Linked DNA regions of Dromaius novaehollandiae: regions 1 and 3 are each linked to region 2. The links are chromatin contacts, called in public Hi-C maps. All regions are on one chromosome and are shown on one strand. The core of a region is the stretch at or near the end of the contact, and the rest is flanking DNA. Distances in the headings are between cores, read along the strand shown.

Region 1 (3,472 bases), core at 754-3,253, 100 kb before region 2:
TCATGGGATCACCAGAAGAATCGAGACGGGAACTCTGCTTCACTTCTCCGATGACACTGACAACGAGGAGGCCAGCTAACGCTTGCCATGAGGTGAGCTGGCACAAACTGCACTTAGACTATCATACTACATCATGCCGGCCAGCCAGTTGCCCTCGGATGGAAGCTAAATTCAAGACTAGATCTTCAGCTGCTATAAAATGGGTTTATTTCCAGTTAACTGAATAGTAGTCTGACTTAAAGTAGGAAATGGATGCAAACCAACAAGCAAGTGGTGAAAGGCCTTGTCATACTTCTACCAACTCCGACCACAGTTATCCAGTACCAAGGTCAGCCTCTGCTTCATGCAAGTTGGCACCATGAGAGTCTGCTGTATTTCAAATCAAGACCAAAAGCCAGCATTAGCAAAAGCCTTAGAAAAGAATAATGATGATGGGATTAGGAAAAACATTCATAAAACTAAATTAAAAATCACACCTTGCTTCATACTGGAAATTGGACGCAGGCACCCCACTCTACTTGGAGCAAATCATTTTAAATGCAGCCCTTTGTGTAGGGAAATTCTCCCTGGAATCCAAGTTTCAAACACAGCGTTATTCTAACTCCCCGTGTTCATGAAATCCCCAGAAACATTGCAGCACGACAGCGAAGGCGGCCTCCTGGCAGGTATCGCACTGGTATGCATGTGTTCCAGAGCAAGCCTAGGCAAGACCAGCTGAACTAGAGAGAAAGACCTGCTGGCAAAGGATGGCAAAGGCAATTCATTTCACAGCTCCTCTCAAGTGATGTCCGATAAGAGAAAATCGACTGGCTAGAGATAATTTTTAATTCCTCCCTCTCTTTCTTCCCCAAAACACATGTAAGAGCTCGGGATGTCAGACAAAGGGAAACAAGGGGCTGCTTTGCTCTGTTTGCTCCCTCCTTTCTCTTCTCTGTTCCTCATTCGGGTAGCAAAATGGAAAAGCGAGGGGAGAGGGAGGAACTAGTTTGCATCGAAGGGGAAGCAATAAGGACTCTTTCCTCCCACCACCTCCAGACCTCCCCAAACTAACAAAAATAAGGGCATAGGGAAACACTTTTTTTGCCCTCCTCTCCGAAAACCTGGTTTTCTTCCCTGCAGACTGATATTCGAGTAAAAGTAGGAGGGATGACGATGAACTTCTGCACCTTTTGTTTTGACTGCATGCTCTCCACAGCAAGAGACTCTCTTCTTTAACCCTAGCTTGTGCAGCACTGAGCAAACTGCAGATGTTCTCTAAAATAAAACCGTAACTGCTACCAGGTGGCCATTCTTGTTGTGTATTCTTGCTCACCTTCCTCAGGTTGGAAGCATTTGTTATGAAGTATCTACATCAAGGGGGAAAGGGAAAAATTATTTGGTGTTTATAATGTATATCATACATTTGTCCACAAATGCTGCCGTGGTCCACGGCACTGACTGCACAAGGTGCTGTGCGATGCAAAACAAGTGCTTAGCAATCCCACAAAAGGGTTTCTGCACAGGTGCTCGGGGGAGACAGCCCTGAGAGCCACAGTCTGATCTGTACACTTGGCTTTTCAGGGCTTTAAATGGTGATCACTCAGAAAGAAAGCACGTGGGCTTAGTTTTCATTTTTTCTTAGAAAGAAACGAAGCTTGGATGTGGCATTTCTAAAGGAAAAGGGGGGGAGCACGGGGGGAGGCAGAACCCCTTCCTTGTGAAGTACTCAGGTGGGGAGGGGAGGAGAGGAGGGAAAAAAGCGCTGCCGAGTTATTTTGCCAATAATTCTTCTATTCTTCATCTGGGGGTATAAAAGACTCCAAAAAAAGACCACACAATAAAAAGGAAAGCCTGTCTGAAGTACCATGTTTTACACATTGTTAGACTGGAGCAATCTGTTCGAGTGAACCCTTTTAAAAGGGGCCACTTGTGTGTGAAAAGCCAGTTGTGCGGAGCTGGGAGGCATACAGCTGCAGACAGCTGTGGGGCTGGTACTGTAACAGAATCATTTTAAGAGTGAACTCTGGCATGTCGGCGGGAGGCCCGAGAAGGGTAGCGCAGCCGGAAAGTACAGTTTGCTTCTGTATTCGCTGCGATACATTCACCTTCTTTCACTGCTCGACTTAACGAAAAAGGAGCTGGTTGGAACTAAATTCATGCAGGCTTTTCTTTTTTCCCCTTCCATGCTCTCTTTTTTAAGAAATTTAATTCTGGACATGAAAGAAAATGCGCCTTTTTGACCCCCGCCTTCTGGCAAGTTTCCAAACGCTTCAAGGATCCTACTGGCTTGCCAGTATCATCCCATGCTGGTGTGGATAAGTCCACAACTCCCAAGCGCTTAGGGGGAGAGCATGGCTGTTCTTGTGCACATCTAAATCTTTACACGCTTTCCCAAAAGGACAAACTAATACCAGAAGGGCGCATCTGCTCCATCTTCTTCACCTTCCCGACATTACACAACTTATACAGACACACAGATATTTGGAATTAATAACTATTTGGAGGATTCATTATTTATTCAGGGAGCAATGAAATAAGCATAAATCCAGACTAGAATCTGGTCCACCATGTCAAAAAAAAGCATGCTTGTACAGAATTATTAGTTCCTTATCCTTTAGAAGGTAGCTAACTGCCAAAAGGAAGGTCTCTTGTACGTGGTTACTTGTGGGAATAGGAGGCACGCGAGGTGACTAGTGCTTGTTGGAACAGGTGACAAACAAGTGTCAACACAAATCAGCTTTCCTCCACCCCGAGGAACCAACCGTCGGACACACGGTGACCCAGCAAATGAATAAGAAATTTAATTCAGACTTCTATCAAGATCTCAAATTTAGTAAAAAAAAAACATGGGACGGATGACTATCTATTTGAACTCTGCCTACTTACAGGCTGGCACTTCCATAGAGATGTTGGTGGGGGTTACAAGTGGAGCACTGACTGCACTCGGAGGAAGAACAAAAAGTCAGATGCATGCAAAGAGTTTGGTTCATCTTAAAGGGAGTATTAGAAGCCCAGGAGTAAAGAAATGAATTCACTAGTCTAACATTTGAAGGGTTAACAGGATTTAAACTTTGATCTTCCAGGAAAACATGCTGAAAACATAGCCCAAGGCATGTTCACCATTTTGTTTGCTAGTAAAACAATGCAATTTGATTTTTGTTGGCTTGTTGTTTTTAAGTGGAACCTCATGGGTGTTCTGTTAAATTCAGCCCACAAAAGCAATTTGTGTCATTTTAATGCAGCTCCTGTGTTAGAAATGTTTGTTTTTAAATGCAAGTTTTATTGTTTTCATTGTTTGCACATTAAAAGCTAGATCAATAAGAAAAGCAATTCATGACGTTCTTCAAAATTCAAGCCTTATCTAACCCATAAATTGGGGCAAATACCAAAGTGTAAAAAATAATAAAGGCTCATTCCTTTGGAATATGAAAGAACGGTTCTGGTTCTTCTCTCCTTTGAATCATCATTATCATGTGTGCTCATATTTACAGGA
Region 2 (3,285 bases), core at 346-2,845:
GAAACTCACCATTTGGAAGCGGGGGAGGCTCCAGTCTCCGGCGCCAAGAGCAGGGGGGAAAAGCGCGGCGGCGGGGCGGCGGGGGCGGGCCGGGGCCGGGGCCGGGGCCGGGGCCGGGCAGGGCAGGGGCCGGGCAGGGCAGGGCAGTGCCCGCAGCAGCCTGGCCGCCCGGCGGGCTGTGACACCCGAGCGAGCGCGGGCGAGCGAGCGAGTGCGAGCGTGCGGCGTGCGCAAGCCGGGGGAGGGCGGCGAGGGTGGGTGTGTGCAGCTGGGCAAGCCGCTCGCATTTTTAAAACGTTTTTTTTTTAAGGGAATATATCAAGGAAAGGAAAAGGGGGGAAAGGAAAAGGCACCGAATTCCTCCGCAGCTCCTCGCCTGCCGCCCTCCTCCCTCCGCGCTCCGACCGATGCCGCTATTATTATTATTATTGCTGTTATTATTATTAAGAGACGGGGCTGGGGGGCTGGCGAGCTGCGGCCCGCTCCCGACTCCGGCATCCGCTGGAGCCAAGGGCAGCGCCGTGCCAGAGCAAGCCCCGCACTGCCAGCGCCGCCGCCGCCCGCCCCTGCCCGCCGCGGGCCGCCGTTGCGAAGGAAAACCTGGAGGAAAAACCCGCTTCCCCTCGAGAGGAGGGTCCCCGAGCCCCGTGCGCACACACACACACCGCACACACACACACACACACACACACACACACACACACACACACAAAAGGGACTCCATCCTGCACCGACTCCTCGCCAAGCACCTTGTGCAACCCCAGCCAATGGAAATTTACGCCGGCCATAACCGAGAGCAGGATTTCGTCCCCAGCTTGCCACCTCCTTCTCCGCTCTTCTCCCTTTCCCTCCCTCCCTTTCCTCCCTCTTCCTCCCTCTCCCCCCCCCCCCCAAATAAATAATATGGATCCGTACCCTCCACCCATCTCTGGAACCGCTTCAGGCCCAGCGGCACAAGCCGAAACGTACCGCAGGGCCCGAGGTTAAAAATGCAAAATATCCGCCGCTCATCGCCCAGCGCTGCCGAAGGCAGGTCCCCCCCCGGCCCGGCCCCGGCCCCGGCCCCGGCCCGGCCCCGCGCGGCCGCCGGCTCCGCGCTCCCGGCGCTGCCCGCCGCCGCACGGCTGGGGGCAGCCGTAACAGGCACCATTACCAAATCATCGTCATTCACTCCGTCCTTTTCTCACCTCAGGAGTCTGAGCCCATTCACCAAAGTCCTTCCTCGTCCAGGATCTCAAATCTTTTCCTTTTTTTTTTTTCCTCCTTCTGGATCAGCCAGTCCCGACATCATTAAACTATAGTCCTCCTCTTCCTCCTCCTTCCTTCTCCCCCTCTCTGTCTCCCCCCCTCTCTTTTTTTTTATTTCAAAAAGGGGGAGTGGGGGGTGGCTGGGGGGGGAGTAGACATAGCTGCATGAAGTGGCTGCCTTTTAGAAAGCACATTTAATCTTTACTGGCTCCCCTAGGCTTCGATGAAGTAGAAGGGAAAGGAGAGGAGAGGGGGAAAGAAAAAATACAGGCAAGGGAGGCTGTTGAGGGACAGCAAGCATCAGGCTCAAATCAACGACCAGATGAAAATGTACTAGACCACACTGCCCCCTCTCTTCCTCTCGCTCTGTCTCCGTCTCTCTCACACACTCTCACTCCTGGAAAGCTTCAGTGTCTGGTTACAGACTCTTTTGGATCCTTCCCCCCCTCCCCACCCGCGCCCTTTGCCAACTATCCTAGAGATTCCTTGCATGCCTACTTAAATCTTTAACAGAATAAGGACCCGGCCCCCCCCCGCCGCCGCCGCCAGCCTCGCACACACCGGCCCCGCCGCCCCTCCCCAATAAGCTCTTAAGCTCCGGGAGAAGCCGCCGCCGCCGCCGGCGCATCCCCGGCGCGGGCTGCCCCGGGCCCGGCCCGGCCCCGCGCCGCCGCCGCCCGCCGGGCCCGCAGCGCCCGGCGCCCCTTGGCGCCCCCGCCGCCGCGCCGGGGGGGCTGCAGCCCTGCGCCTCGCATCCCTCCGCCTGCGGCTGGGGTTTAAAACAATAAAATCCGCCGCTGCTCCCTCGCCTCCCCCCCCCCGCCGCCCCCCCGCAGCCGCACGGAGGCAGGCGGCGCGCCCGGCTCCTGCCCGCCGCGACTTCAGAGCTGACGATCCCTTCGCCGCCACCCCCCCCCCCCCCGCAGCCACCCCTCCGCTCAACGGCAGCCCCGCTGCCTCTCGCACCAGACTATATTTGCAATATGTGCTAATTTACCAGCTATATGCCCTTGGATTTTAAAATGAACTCATCAGTCACTGCTGCTAGTACCGATGCTGCCTCTCTGCCTCACACACACCCTCCGCTGCAGACACGTTACTCATTCTCCAAGCATTTCCTCTCCCAATGTCCGTCAGACGCATATACACTTCATTGATCAAACCAAATCCCTTGATAACAATAAATAATAATACAGACAGTTAACATCAGCGGGGGGGGAGGGGGGGGGGGACGGGACAAAGATGACGACTAAATCTGCACTGTGCTCTACGAGGCCGGGCCCTGCATCCCCAGGGATGCGCCGCACAGCGCGGAGCGCAGGTCCGCCCCAGAAGACCCCGCGCACCGAGCCATCCGTGGGGCCTTACCTGAGACCCGCAGCGGTCGGAGCAGTGGGGCGGGGGCTCCCCGGCGGCGCCCGAGGCCTGGCTCCACACGGGCTGCGCAAGGCGCTCGGGGGAGCAGAGGGTGCTACTCGCTCTAAGGGAGAGAAAGCACCTAACGCCAACACAGAAATAAATAAATAAGGCGGTTTCTTTGTTATGCTGCACGTTGCACAGATGCTCTAGGACTACGGCGTTAAAGGTATTTGGGCACCCAAAGATCTTGTTAGCTGCATACGGGGATATTCAAAACACCTCCTTAGCTCCCAGTGAAATCACTTTCCTTGGTATTGAAGGCAGACAGCATCTACGCAAGAAACCAGGTTAGGTTAGGAAGCCAGTCTGTTAAATATACCTCCGTTACACGTGCCAGGCATTTCAAGGGCTTTGGTTTCAGGGGGGTTTGTGGCTTTATTTCTTAGTTTTCTGGGGCTGAAACAGGGGAGGGAAGAGAAGCTGCCTCTTAGGATTTGGGCTAGTTAGATGCCGTGTGTGGGTCTGGCAGAGAGAAAGCGAGTGCAGTGTAAGTGTTCGGGAAGTTGGGGAGGGTGGGGCTATCTAGAAATCATTGACTCACTGGGGTAACTCCCTGCACACAGGAATCAAACCATTACTCAAAGCAAGCTACATTTTATCAGCAGCAGCCTTAGAATG
Region 3 (3,567 bases), core at 562-3,061, 66 kb after region 2:
GGGAAAGGCAGGTACGTGACTACCTGGGGAGGTTCCACACTCATGCTTGTATGCACGTGCCACAGTTTAGTGATGATACAGCCAGTATGCGTTACTACTCAATTTAAGTGAAATTGAAACCTCCTTTTCTCCACATTGAAAAGAAACTACTGTAAAAAAAGCCTCAGAAAACAACAAACAAAAAACATGAAGCAATGATCTTTTCATATTTTAAGATAATGGCAAGCTTGGAACATAAAGACAGCCGTGCCAAAGACCCAGCTAGCCCATAATTCTGACTCTAATGTTGAGCTGATGCTTAAGGAGAGAGTATAGGAAAGGGACAAGCATGCATTTATAATTCTTCCAACATATCCTCTCAGTTTCCAGCATGTGACAATTTAGGGACTTACTGGGCCAGAAAGTTTTTTCCCCCTCTTTTTTACTATTCAATGGTTTTTTTCCTTCCCTGACTTTGTCCAGTTGGCTTCTTAGATGTACCTATCCTTTTGGCACAACACTCTGTAGCAACCACTTCCAGAGCCTGGTTATATTCTGGGTGAGAAAGGCCAACTTATTTGAAGAAAAGCTGGTGTTTTACCTTATTTCTGAGAGCTGACCTATAGTTTACATTGTCTACAGGACCATCAAACTGAACTAATTCAGAAATGATGCAACCAGCCAAGATACAAGCAGAAACAGTGGGTATGCAGATAGTCAGTATTAAAAGGGGATGGTGCCTAAGTTTCAGGACAAAGGAGCATTAGGTTATGTCAAATAGACAAGAAAAAGATCTTATTAAGAGAAACCACTTAATACTCTCATCAAAACTCCCAGTTGAAGACAAACTCCAGCACCTTAGCAGACACAGTCAGTGTCTGATCTACCAGCCCCAATCGTATCCCCTCAAGCCCACCCATAAAGTCATACGAGTCAGGCTCTACAGGACTCAAAAAGGCTATATTTGCCTGCTGTCAATTCTCCAAATATATCTTTTTCCATCCGGCATAACAGACTGGGGTCTCTGAGCAGCAGGGAGAAAGGGAATGTAAATCTGGCTCCAGCGTGAGGCGGAATAACCCTCAAGATCAGCGGTTCTAGGCTACGGCAGCATGGACAAGGAAGAGCTCAAAACATCAAGCTGGGTCAAACCTCTGCTGCTTCAACAACAGCTCCGCCACCAGGCTCCAAGCCAGTGAACACAGACACAGCTGGTATCTTCCAGCCCATCCTGCTCATTCCTCACATGGGAGCAGGAGCCTGGGACTAGCCTGTAACCGTGGTTTCCCTGCAGCAGGACAGTCACCAACACCAGAATGTGCTGCCTAACACCACCATGTCCACTGGCTGCAAGGATGCACTTGATGACAGCGTCTCTGTACTTGGTGAAATAACCTTCTTTCTGACACACAATCTTCACAATAAAGAATTAAACAAAAAGAGAGAAAAAGAAATACCAAGCTCCCCGTTAAATTAGTGAAAGGATCCAACTGCCCAGTGCAAGGAGAGGGGATAATGGATTTCAGTACAAAAAAGCTCCTGGTTTTGAAGCAATTGCAGTAAGTTCCACTGTATTTTGCCCTGCTCTGCCTTGTTCGTGCTTCATTTTCCAAGGCTCTTTGTTTTCTGAGTTGAATTAGATCAAGGCCTCCCCGTTTCCCATCACATACATGTCTCCATGCCCCTGCTGCTGCTATCAGAGCTGGGGCACAGGCACTCCAAGTGCCTCCGTCTCGGGGAAACATTTGCATTTTCATTGGCACAGGTACAGCATTCAGAATTCTTTCAGGCCAGGCCAATTAAAACAAGCTGAAAACTGCTGAGGGAAGCAGTTTCAGCAAGGATCTGCTTACATTCCCCCTCTGAAAAAAGCAGGGGGCCCACTTTCTGTAACTCTCTCCCTCTCTGCACAGTGTGGGTTTTGCTTTTTTCTTTTTTTTTTTTTCGTTTCTTTTTAAGGTGGAATAACTTGTGCCCTTTGCACAGAGGCTCCAAGAGATGGATGGCAGAACTCGGGAATGTAGCTTCATTTTAAAACTAGAGCCAGGTCTCTAATACTAAGCTGAAGCATGGGAAAAAGCAAAACAAAGACCAAAAAACCTGGTAACTCTCCAGATTAAAACACTTTTCCTCCCTCACAAACCTTGCATGGTATTTTCTTAAAAAGGAATAGAACCACATAATTAGCAATCAGTTGAAGCCTAAGGCTTCTTTTTTTTTTTTTTTTTTTTTTTTTTTTTTAAACCACCACAGAGACTATTCAATGCCTACTGGCTCTACTAACACACTCCTATTACCCTGGTTTTCTTTTCGGACAGCCTCTTTCAAGCCTCAGATGTGTTGTAAATGCATACTGACAGGTTAAAAGACACCATTTTTACTCCCCTGAGGAAAAAAAGATCCCATCCTACTAGTGCTGCTCTATTTTACATTGATGATCCTTAAGCACTAGATCGAGGCACAAGGTTCTAGGACTGATGAACCATCTCAGAGTGCCAGGGAAGGACACGCGCTCCAAAGTCAAGTTTCTCTATGCACACCCTCATCCTTGGAGGCTGCCGAAAACTACTCATGACAGCAGCCTTACCGTGGCCCAGCTGTACGCGTCATGTTGGCCACTCTTCCAAACACCTGTATGCCAGGACTCTGTGCTAGAGACAGCTATGACAGAGAAAGCACCTGCAAATGCTCTTGCATCAGTGCATGGTCTAGGGGGGAAAAATGGCTAAACCAGAAGAACAAACCACAGCGTGTGTATTTGCATTTGTTTTCATCTCTCAGAATGAGGCTGTGTCAGTCTTAGACTCTGGCTGAATTGATTTAAAACATGTATTGCATGTAAAATTCGGAGCCATTTGGAGTAGATCCGGGATTCAAACCACCACAGAATCTAGGGGAATTTAAATCAAAAGTTCTTTCTGCCCAGTTCTACTGAAAATGATCTCGCCTTGATAAATAAGCATTGAGCTTGTACAGCACCTGCCACAACGTCGTTGATATCAACGCCTGAGCACCCAGGAGCTACTACAGTATGACTAGCAACTAAATCACAATGCAGGGCTGACACATAATCCGCTCACCTAATCACCACAGCATTACTAGTATGTTAATAAGAGAAGTATAAGAGAAGTATAAGAGAAATCTAACAGGTGACAGCTGGAGTAAACAGTGAAAGATTCAAGACAACACAAATACCAGATTTCTTAGATCCTCCCCGATAGAAGACAATTCTCTTCTGTTCATTTCTGTTTGCTCTCAGAGCCATGTTCTAGGAAAAAGCTGGCCCGAGGGACTAGGAAACTAGGATATCATGACTATTCTGGCTCAAAATCTTTTCCTTTTTCAAAAGCCGACAGGATGCCCTCTTCAGTTATCTTGAACAGCTCAACTTGTCACCTGCAATACAGGTGACTAGGGGGGCCACATATTGATTTAATTAGGGCAGACAAAGGAAAGACCTAATCAATCCCTAAACTACATGGAACAGACAACCAGCATCCCGTGAACCAAGCTCTGCCTGTTTGGAGAATGTGGGATTATTGATTTTAAAAGGTTGGAGCTGATCCTCAACTTTAATAATAACAGATA

What was found. Hi-C and Micro-C count contacts between places; a contact is called where the count stands out from the background.
Region 1: a contact with region 2 is called in a Hi-C map of brain, with 1.9 times the contacts expected there. The contact joins two enhancer-like sites. A contact is called at or near these places in 2 of 4 Hi-C or Micro-C datasets (brain and liver).
Region 3: a contact with region 2 is called in a Hi-C map of liver, with 5 times the contacts expected there. The contact joins two enhancer-like sites. A contact is called at or near these places in 2 of 4 Hi-C or Micro-C datasets (liver and ovary).

The regions. Positions count from the first base shown.
Region 1 is chr21:4,412,163-4,415,634 of bDroNov1.hap1, forward strand. No RefSeq gene overlaps it. Among named protein-coding and RNA genes, the nearest start is that of SORL1, 110 kb to the left of the region's middle. Within about 2 kb of position 2,004, at least 2 of the 2 cell types and tissues checked have open chromatin away from gene starts, as enhancers often do.
Region 2 is chr21:4,514,691-4,517,975 of bDroNov1.hap1, forward strand. No RefSeq gene overlaps it. Among named protein-coding and RNA genes, the nearest start is that of UBASH3B, 200 kb to the right of the region's middle. Within about 2 kb of position 1,596, at least 2 of the 2 cell types and tissues checked have open chromatin away from gene starts, as enhancers often do.
Region 3 is chr21:4,579,975-4,583,541 of bDroNov1.hap1, forward strand. No RefSeq gene overlaps it. Among named protein-coding and RNA genes, the nearest start is that of UBASH3B, 140 kb to the right of the region's middle. Within about 2 kb of position 1,812, at least 2 of the 2 cell types and tissues checked have open chromatin away from gene starts, as enhancers often do.